Regions from separate parts of the Mus musculus genome. Here region 2 is linked to region 1. The links are chromatin contacts, called in public promoter capture Hi-C maps. All regions are on one chromosome and are shown on one strand. Each heading gives the region's core, a stretch centred on a gene start, on an enhancer-like site or on the middle of the called end of the contact. The rest is flanking DNA. Distances are from core to core; before and after follow the strand shown. Region 1 holds the start of Kcnip1 (Kv channel-interacting protein 1). Region 2 holds the start of Wwc1 (WW, C2 and coiled-coil domain containing 1).

Evidence for each region. Promoter capture Hi-C pulls out the DNA fragments that hold promoters and counts their contacts.
Region 2: a contact with region 1 is called in a promoter capture Hi-C map of embryonic stem cells, with 4 times the contacts expected there. The contact joins the promoter of Wwc1 here to the promoter of Kcnip1 in region 1.

The regions. Positions count from the first base shown.
Region 1 is chr11:33,841,184-33,846,599 of GRCm38.p6, reverse strand. It overlaps Kcnip1 (Kv channel-interacting protein 1), which reads left to right and starts at 2,914. Exons shown (of 9, transcript NM_001190885.2): 1 at 2,914-3,470. The coding sequence starts at 3,410.
Region 2 is chr11:35,978,396-35,983,143 of GRCm38.p6, reverse strand. It overlaps Wwc1 (WW, C2 and coiled-coil domain containing 1), which reads left to right and starts at 2,617. Exons shown (of 23, transcript NM_170779.2): 1 at 2,617-3,173. The coding sequence starts at 3,055.

The DNA of each region.
Region 1 (5,416 bases), core at 1,665-4,164:
CTGCTGCTATGCTCACTGCCATGAAGGGCAAGGACTCACCCTCTGAGACGATAAGCAATCCCCAGTAAACTCTTCCTTCTATTAGTTGCCTTGGACATGCTATCTCTTCATAGTTAAAAGAATATAACTAAGATCCTAGCCAAAACCAAAGCCAACAACAAAAAGCTCTCATTTTCCTTCCAACCTCACCCCCCACCCTCCATAGAGTGACTACATCTGTGTCAGACCAGCAGCTGAACGGATATGGTAGTGCTATGGCAGCACACAGGGAAAGCCAAATAGGAAAAAAGGCAATGAAATCAGAGGTTGTAAGGTAGGAAGGGGGAGCTTCAGTTGCTTCCTTTTGGAAACTTCAAAGGAGGCACTGGCTGGGCACCAGGAGAGGTTTCTGGTGGACATGAGATGTGAAATAGATCAAAGCTAGAGAGAGCTCGGGATGTGGGATACGCTAGGCAGAGGAAGGGCCATAGAGGGCGCCTCTAGGCAATAGGGAGCGCTTGTGTGGCTAGATCTCCCAAAGGCTGACCAATAGACAGGAAGAATTGGTAGACAAGGCCAGGCTACAAAAGGTTTGGTGGTTGGAACTTCACACTGTTAACTTCATACTATGTCCATGGCTCAGAGACAACCAAATCTATACCTCTAGGAGAACTTAGCCGTGTCTGGTCCGTAAAGCAGGGGGATTCTCCTGTAGGCTGCTTCTTCGGAGGATTGTAGCAACTAAACGAGAGGGGCATCCTGGCCTTTGGTAACCTCTCAAATACTATCCTGCGTATGAGGATTCAAATCATGTGACTAGCAGAGCCAGTGGGGGGCAGTTTGGTAGGTCTCCATATGATACCTTTGAGGAACTTGTAAAGATGCCTGAGGCAGCACCACATTCTCTCCATCAAGGCCTTCCTCTGTTCCTTGAGTCACAGTAGACTAGTTATCTTCCAGGAACCCCAACTTAAGGCTTCCCTGCCTTTTCTAGAGGACAAGAAAGAAGAACCGCCTCCTATGTCTGTCACCATCCAGTACTGCGGGGGAAACGGCTCAGGCAAGCCTGAAACACCTGGTAGAGAGTCTACGCTTTGACCTAGGCGGAACTCAGAGCAGACCTTTCAGCCCAGAGGTCCCCTAGTGCCTTCATTTGCCAACATAAATGACCCTAGGAGATTATGACAGAGCCCTGAATAATAAGTTCTGGCTGGACAACCTCAGATAAGTCCCTAATTCTGAACAAGCCTCAGTTTCTCTCCATGGTGATGGCAGGCCTGAAGCAACTAGCCTATGGGGTCTTTGTGAGCATCACATGGGTGGTGCAATCCCATAGCAGTGGGCATTGCAAATGAAAGGCATATGTAATACTGAGTGCATTATTCCCCCCAACCCCCGCTGCACAAAACAGGACTCATGTTGGGATCTGAGCAAGGGGTAAGTGTTGCTGAGGTGAAGCACGCTATTCTGAGTCCCTGAGCCAAGGCGCTGGCCAGCTGTGGGGGCAGCTAATGGGCTCGGTGCCTGGAGTCAGACCACACTCCTGTATGTGCAAGCTTATGTATTGTGAAGGAGCTGATGACTCTGCTCTGAGAGCACATGTGAGGGTCTTAGCTGGGGTCTTACAGGTGCACACCCCACCCACCTCATGTGTATTATGGGTTTGGAGTCTGTGTGCAGCATCTCAATATCTGTGTGGGCATGAGGGACCTGTGCCCATATGTTCATGGTTGCATATATGTGTGCGTGTTTATGACGCCATATGTTAAGGGATGCTGTGAGCTCCCAACACAGCATGTGTCTGTGTGCTGCAGAGGAAATGACTGGACAGGGGTCTGGAAAGAGAGGGGGTTGGGGATTCTCAGTGCAAACACAGAGGGAATCCTCAGTGAATGTCCAGGCAGACAGGGCAGACAGGCAGCTAGGCTGGGGAAGAGGAAATTCAAAGCTTTCTAGGGAGACACCTGTCATCAGTTGCCACCAGGAGTTGCCACAGGTCCTCCATCATTGCCTTTTCAGTGGAAAGCTGAAGTGGGGCTTGAGGGTTCTTGCCACCTGAAGGGAAGGTCATGGAAGGAAGATTGCTTTCTAAATTCAAGAGTTACCCCCTGGGTTCCTAACTCAAGTACTGTCCCCACAGGTGTCTGATTTGCAGGTGACAGAGCAAACACACACACACACACACACACACACACACACAGAGAGAGAGAGAGAGAGAGAGAGAGAGAGAGAGAGAGAGAGAGAGAGAGAGAGAGAGAACACAAAGAGGGGGTCAGGTAGCAAGAGCCTAAGGGGACCCACAGCTACTTCTCGTCCCACTTCCCCCACTTCCTGTCACTAGAAATGAGCTCTGGTCCTAGGGGATTCTGCAGGTCCCCAACACCTCCTACAGAGTTCAAAGGAGCCCTTCTTCTTGATGACAACTCTCTTTAGGTGGGGCAGACTTTACTCCACACCAGAAAGGTAGGCAGTGGTTAAATGATTTTCTCTAAAGTCAAATGAAATCTTAATGCCCTCCCTTTCTCTCTCTCTGTCTCTCTGTCTGTCTCTCTGTCTGTCTCTCTGTCTCTGTCTCTGTCTCTGTCTCTGTCTCTCTCTCTCTCTCTCTCTCTCTCTCTCTCTCTCTCTCACACACACACACACACACACACACACACTCACTCACTCACTCACACTCACATATTTATATTCATCCTGGGGGTCACCTGCTGCCTCCTACCCAAGCTGCACCCACCAGCCAGGTGCCTGATCACATCTGTCTGCCCAGAAGGACATCCCCGGTGTCCCGCACAGCCAGGAGTAGAGCCTTGTAGACAGCAGGGCCAGGTCCCCACCCCGCCCCTCTGCGGTCCCCAGGCGGCCTCCGCCGCCTCCCCCACCATCCCCCGCGCCTGGTTCTGAGCCCCGCTCTACTCCGCACCAGTCCCTGGCGCTGTTCATTCATGATTGGTACTCGGCCCCCTGAGATCCAGCCCGAGCGCGGGGCGGAGCGGCCGGGTGGCAGCAGGGGCGGGCGGGCGGAGCGCAGCTCCCGCACCGCACGCGGCGCGGGCTCGGCAGCCTCGGCCGTGCGGGCACGCCGGCCCCGTGTCCAACATCAGGCAGGCTTTGGGGCTCGGGGCTCGGGCCTCGGAGAAGCCAGTGGCCCGGCTGGGTGCCCGCACCGGGGGGCGCCTGTGAAGGCTCCCGCGAGCCTCTGGCCCTGGGAGTCAGTGCATGTGCCTGGCTGAAGAAGGCAGCAGCCACGAGCTCCAGGCGCCCCGGCCCCACGTTTTCTGAATACCAAGCTGCAGGCGAGCTGCTCGGGGCTTTTTTGCTTTCTCGCTTTTCCTCTCCTCCAATTCAAAGTGGGCAATCCACACCGATTTCTTTTCAGGGGAGGGAAGAGACAGGGCCTGGGGTCCCAAGACGCACACAAGTCTTCGCTGCCATGGGGGCCGTCATGGGCACTTTCTCCTCCCTGCAGACCAAACAAAGGCGACCCTCTAAAGGTAAGCACTCTGTCCTCTATTTACTCCCCTGGATAGGTTTGGGGGCACTGGGTGTTGTGTTGGGATGAAACGTCTGTCTCTCTTAGTTCCAAACCCACTGTCCGTGAGGGTTTTGGACAACCTCATGAATCCAAGGAATTAAGAGCCTCGTGGGAGGGTTGGTGTGAACACCCAGGGGTAGCAGCCGAAGTGGACGCTGGCCCCAGCAGGGGTGTGGGTACCCTTCTCTTCTAGGGAATGTATTGGAGCAAGACAGGCAGATTCACAGGTGGAGAAAACTGCGTTCTCTGGGGTGGGCGGAAATGTTGGGAGGCTCTTCCCACTCCCATGAGGGCTGATGTTGGTGCAACCTCGAACATCCAGCAAGGGTGCCTCCTTGGGAATGGCCATGCCTTGCCAGGTGCTGACTTGGGAATCTAATCATGAGGAAAACGGTGATTTACCGGTCCATCCTTAAAACCTCTGCAAGCCAAAAGGAATCAGCTACGTCCAGGTGGTAGAGCCCCCAGGCGGGTCCTGGGACACAAGCAGTCTGTAGGAAAAAACAAATAGCAGGGCTGTGCTGCTATGGTGGTCTGAGGACTTCAGAGGAATGGGGAGAACTGTCAAAAGGGGGGCTGGGGCGACAAGCTCACATATCCTGAGATGTCCCTGTCAGGAGCCTGCCTTTCTCCAGCTGTGGCATGCCCATCTTCAGTGGGACAGTTATTAGATGGCCACGTGGAGTCAAGTGACCTTGTTGGGCCAAAAGCACACAATGCAGGCCCCCTTTTCAACAGGCAGAAAGTTGCTTATAGAAACAAGAAGACTGGAAACAAATCAGAAAAAAAAAAAAAAGATAATGACAGGCTTGGTTTGCTTAATGCTCAAAAGCCATTGAAGATAGCAGAAGGGTTCTAAATAGTTTCACACTTAAATATCCAAGTTCTGATGTTTAATATATTCTGACTACAGGTGGGGGCACAACACACACCTTATCCTGGCTAGTGACCAGAGCTGTGTTAGGGTGATAGTGGGACCTGTTTCATCTCATCTTGGTTGGGATCATACACAGAGATACCCAGGAAGAGAGGGTCAGTCCTCAGAGACAAACTGACAAATAGGAAGACATCTTCAGGTGCAGATCCCAGGTGATAAGACCAGGCTTGCGTGACAGACCGGAAACGGAAGGGGCTTTAGCTTATCTGTTAGGTTCTTTGCCCTGCACGGAAGGCATTGGTACCTCTCAGTAGCCCCAGAGAAAGGCAGGTCTGCAAACCTTTTTCCCTGGGTTTTGGTACTCTGAGCTCTGCCTCTCTTGGATCCTGAGGTGCTGCTTAACACCAAGCAAGTTGGTTCTTGCTTCAACACCAAGTCCAAGTCAGCTCCCTACTCATCTTTCTTAACAACATGAGGTCCCACAGGCAGTGGAGGGCACTGTCCGGCACAGTTAACTTGGGTTTATTTAAAATTACCTACAATGTCCGTATCTCCTTGAGAGGTAGCGAGGCACCCAGAGGAGAGGTCTGTGTCTCTATAACCCAGCAGAGTGCAGGGGGAATCTCATCCCGATCACTTCAGTCGTGGGCCTTGAGCAAATACCACTCTCTATAAGTCTCAATTGTCATCCACATCCAATGGATGAGGATGCTGCCCTCATGAACGCCGGCGAATATGGAGGGAGGGATACCTCATCTCATTCACTATGCAGCAAATGGAGGGATGACTGATGGCCACGGAGGACTCAGGGGTCACCATCTGCCATTCCAGTCTCTCACTGCCAAATCCAGATCACCTGGGAACAGCTCCTGCAGGATTCCAGAGGCCACAGGACTATTTTCTCTCTCCTAAGAACTTAAGAAAGAGGAGAGTTATTGCCACTCACTATGTGTTCCACCACGGAGTGCCTGGCGCAGTGTTGGATCCAAATATTCTCATTTGCTCTTTGTAAGAGTGTTCGGGGTCAC
Region 2 (4,748 bases), core at 1,368-3,867, 2.1 Mb before region 1:
CAGCCCCAAAGTTATCCATAGTTCCTAAAAGGAAGACCAGGAAGGCTGCCTGTCTCAGTTTGGATTCCTGTGGTTCAGTCACCTGCAGAATAACAACCAACTCAACCTATCATAAGGCTCAGCAGCTTTTACCTTTGGCGTGCTTGCCCTGGGCCTCTGAATGCCTAGAGATGATTCACCCGGCATTGCAGGGGGGCAGGCCACCATCTGTAGATTACATCACCCTGCTTGCAGCTTCTGGGAGATAACCTGGGATCCTAAGGCCTAAGCTTTAAGGAACCAATTGCTGTTCCAAGGCATGGTCTAAAGGTATAGAGGAACAAGCCACTGGAAAATGCCAAGCGGTGGGCATCTGGCATACAACACATTCATCCAGGAAGCTTGGAAAATAAGGCACACACACACACACACACACACACACACACCCTAGTTGGATGTGTCATAAGCAGACAAGCGTACTTTTCAGGAAGGAAAAGACATGGGTTGTCTGTGTTTTTTAGCAGAAAATAGTTCAGTTGAGCCACACTTTATAAAAGTGTGCTGGTCATCAGATCAGCCAGGGTGCTCCACGTGGACCCCTTGGTGATAGCTTAATCCCTTATTTTTCTCATTTCTTTCTTTCTTTTTTTTTTTTTTTTTTTTAATTTTTTGAGACAGGGTTTCTCTGTGTTCCCCTGGCTGTCCTGGAACTCACTCTGTAGACCAGGCTGGCTTCGAACTCAGAAATCCACCTGCCTCTGCCTCCCAAGTGCTGGGATTAAAGGCGTGCGCCATGATGCCCTGCTTCTCATTTCATTTTGCTCTTCCCAACCAGGTGGAGGGACTCTTCATTATCACATTTTTCTCAAGGGAGAGGCAGGAGGATGCTGAGCTCAAGGCCACCCTGGACTGCATAGCAAGAATCTAAAAAAACATTACAAACCCTCGATCTAAATACAATGAAGCATTAATGGTTGACCCTTCAACCATTGGTTTCACCGGTGCTAGGGTGCTTGTGTCTCTTCTTAGCTCCATCCCTGGCCATCTTGAAGTTCAGTGTCCTCATCTCCAGAACGAGGAGAAGTACAGTACCCTATCCAGGGCTTTGTCGTGAAGATTAGCTGAGATCATACTTGAAAACGCAAGCCTCGTATCAGATCAGCACGTGTTGGAAGTGATGGTTCGTTCACACTTGTGATCTCACACTTGGGAGGCAGAGGTAGGAAGGGGAGATAACCATAGTATAAGGCCAGGCAGAGCGAGGTCTCCCAGGCAAAAACTCAAAACAGATTGGCTGGTTTGGTTCAGTGAGGATGCATGCCTGGAGTTTGATCCTAACAGAACGGGGGAAGGAGGGCACTAGAAGTACTTATAATTGTGAAGGCTTTGCCCATCACAGGAAGTCTGGAGGGAGAACTCCCCAGCAGTTGGGTGGGTGGTGAGGACCTCCCTGAGATCTGAGATCCCTGGCTTCGAAGTATAATATTGATGGGATGGAGGAGGAGCTACACCCGTCCCCTATGTCCTCAGGGCATTTAGATTTGAGGAGCCCACCCTAAAACGCCTTGTGTATCAAACAGGGGATCCCCACACAGTACAGGGAGTTAACTGGTTACTCCCCACATTAAGGGATTGATTCAGACAAGGCGCTGGACTTCGTTCTTCCAGTCCAGTTTCCTGCCTCAGGCACAGTTACATTTGCACTGGGGGAAACACCAAACCTAAGAGGGAACTTTTTCCCCTTAATTCAATATTGCTAATGTCTCAAGACATTTACTTATTCTTGTTTCAGGGTTTGCCTTTTCTTTTCTCCTTTCTTTTCTCCTTCCTTCCTTCCTTCCTTCCTTCCTTCCTTCCTTCCTTCCTTCCTTCCTTCCTTCCTTCCTCCCTCTCTCTCTCTTTCTTTCTTTCTTTCTTTCTTTTCCTTCTCTCTCTTTCTCTCTCTCTCTCTCTCTCTCTCTCTCTCTCTCTCTCTCTCTCTCTCCCTCTCCCCCTCCCTTTCCTTCCTTCCTTATTTATTTATTTATTCCCCCCCCCCGTGTTTGCTAGTTTGACTCAGCCTGGAACTTTTGGATTTAAGTAATCCTTCTTCAGCCTCTTGAGTAGCCGAGAGACAGGTGCACTTCACTATGACTGGCAAAATATGTCCTTCCTTCTCCTCCCTTGCCACCCGCTGGAAGTCCTCTTAGGAAGCAGATCCATAGCATTCCTAATTTTAGGGACCCTAAGGAAAGCCAGCTACATTTGCAAATTACGGAGAGGAGGGTTGAAACAACACGGGGAGAACTGAATAGGAGGAAGACAGATGGTGTGAGTGCTGGGGGGGAAGGGACGAGAGATCCTGGAAAACTTATGTTCGCCGATTTGCAAGAATGTTTTCACTTAACCACTTCTTGCCTGACTCCTGGTTCTCAATCACAGAAAACAGGGTGTGTCAAGATTTGGGGCCACACGCGCCAAGAGCCCGGACACTCTGGCGTAGAGAGAGCCTAGCCTCCTGGGGCAGAACGGGGTGGTCGGCGATTGGGACTGTCCCACGAGGGGGCGCGTCTCGGGCTCTAGGACCCGCCCTCGCCGCGCTGGGCGCGGGGAGGAGACCCGGGAACCCTGGAGCCCGGCGCTCCGCCTCCCGTTTCCGGGGCAGCGCAGTTACCTGCACCGCCGGAGCCACACCTGGCGGAGGCAGAAGTCTCGGGGCGCGCGGCGGGGCTCCGGCAGAGGCTGCGGGCGGCGGCGGCGGCGGCGGCGGCGTGGAGCGCAGCGCGCAGCGGCAGGGGCAGGCAGGCGGCGGCTCGGGCCGCTCTCCTGGCTGGCTGGCCGCGGACTCGGGCCGGCTGGGCGCCGCGGCGGGCGCACATGGCAGCGTGAGAGGCGGGCGGCGTGGGGCTGGGGCCGCAGGGCCGCATGGACAGAGGCGCCACCCCGGCCGGCCCCCGTTAGGGCCCCCGATCCGTGGGCGCCACTCCCCGATCATGCTGCCTCGGCGGCCGCCTGGACCCAAAGCGGCCAGCCCGAGCCGCTGAGCCCCGTGGCGGCTGCGAGCTGCATGGGGGAGCGCGGGCCAGGCTCGGGAAGATGCCCCGGCCGGAGTTGCCCCTGCCGGAGGGCTGGGAGGAGGCGCGCGACTTCGACGGCAAGGTCTACTACATAGATCACAGGAACCGCACCACCAGCTGGATCGACCCGCGGGACAGGTAGGACCCGGAGTGCTCCGACCCGGACCCGGCACCGCGCCTGGGCCGCACCTGCCCTTAGTGTGCAGGGGGACTCTGCGTGTCTCTTAACAGGTCTTAGTTTGCCCCCTCTACATCCTCACCCCTCCTTGAGCTGTACAGGAGTACAAAGCTCTGAAGAGCTGCAGAGAGGGGCGGACGCCAAGCAGACTGCCGGCAGCCAGTCCCAGGTGGAGGACTTAGGCCCTTGTAGCACCTGCCCAGAGTTTTGACCTTAAGCTCTAGCAGGGTCCCCGGCTCATTTAGAAAGCGACGTCTGGCCAGGGTGAAGGCAAAGACCAAAACCAGATGAAGCGAATCTTCCCTGGGAACTCCCTTGGCTGAGGAGGGGTGATCTGGCATGGAGGGGTGGTAGGGAGCCCACGGGTCGCTGGGAAACTACTGGAGGAAGGACATTCTGGCGAAGAGAAAGCAGCTTTTTTGACAGGTGCTTCGTTGGCTGCCGAGAAAAGCTTTGGAGCAAGTCTGGGGAAGCCGGAGGTGGGAGGGGAGGGAGGGAGCGCGGGGGAGGGCAAAAGAGGGAGACTGGTTCTCCAGGAATCTCACAGCAAGTTGGAAGCTGTTAGGATGCAGATAGAGGTGAGAGGCCTCTGGCAAAGCCCTGCCTGCCCTAGCCTCCTCTCCTCCCTTCCTTCTGGGGCCAGAGGCTTCTCCACAATCCTGACCTTGGTGGGCACCTCGCTGGGTGTGCGTAGCATGAGCTTTTCCTGAGGCAGGTAGTCTTATCATCCCAGACTCCTTCCCACTTTCAGTTACTCACACCTGGCCCACATCTGCCCAGGAAGGAGGGGAGTCGTCCTTTGCCAAGAAGGAGTGTGGTCAAAGTATCCTAGGAATGTTAGATTTTCACTTGGTCTGTGACCTTGGGGGTTTGGTGCACGTAAAGCCACCCAGGATGAATTTTTTGAGCCTTTCATTTTATGGGGTTCAGATGAAGGGGATCTGAGACATCCAGAATGGGGTGTATAGCAAGATGAGGGTTAAAGAAAAACGTAGGAAGCAATGAGTTCACTTCCTCATGAGTTCGTTCGTTCATTCATTCATTCATTCATTCATCGTTTCTTGAGTTCCTACTCTGCTCAGCGCTAGTACTACAGAGTGTTAGACAGGCTGCTTTGATCTTTTGGCCTCAGTTTCCCCTTGTGTCTGATGAATGGTTTGCTTGGGAAGGAAGGAGTGATAGTGGAAACTCAGAAGCTAGACAGACAGGCCAGCCAGGGCTACACAGTGAGACCCAAAAGTTGGAAAGTTTTTAGAAAACGCAAGCCCAGTTCCTTCCCACATGCCTCACTCCACCTCTTCCCCCTCTCTTTCTCTGTGTGTGTTTAATAACGGTGTGTATGCCTGCTTGACAGTGTGTGTGCATATGGAGGTGGGTGGACAATTGTTACAGTCTAGTAGCTCCTTCCACTTCACAGCCTCCGTTTATCAAAGTCAGGGGTCAGGCTCAGGGGCAAACCGCTTAACCCACGAGCCATCTCACCAACTATCAACTCCAATTTCCCCTTGCTTGTTTGTTTGTGTATTGCTTCAAGA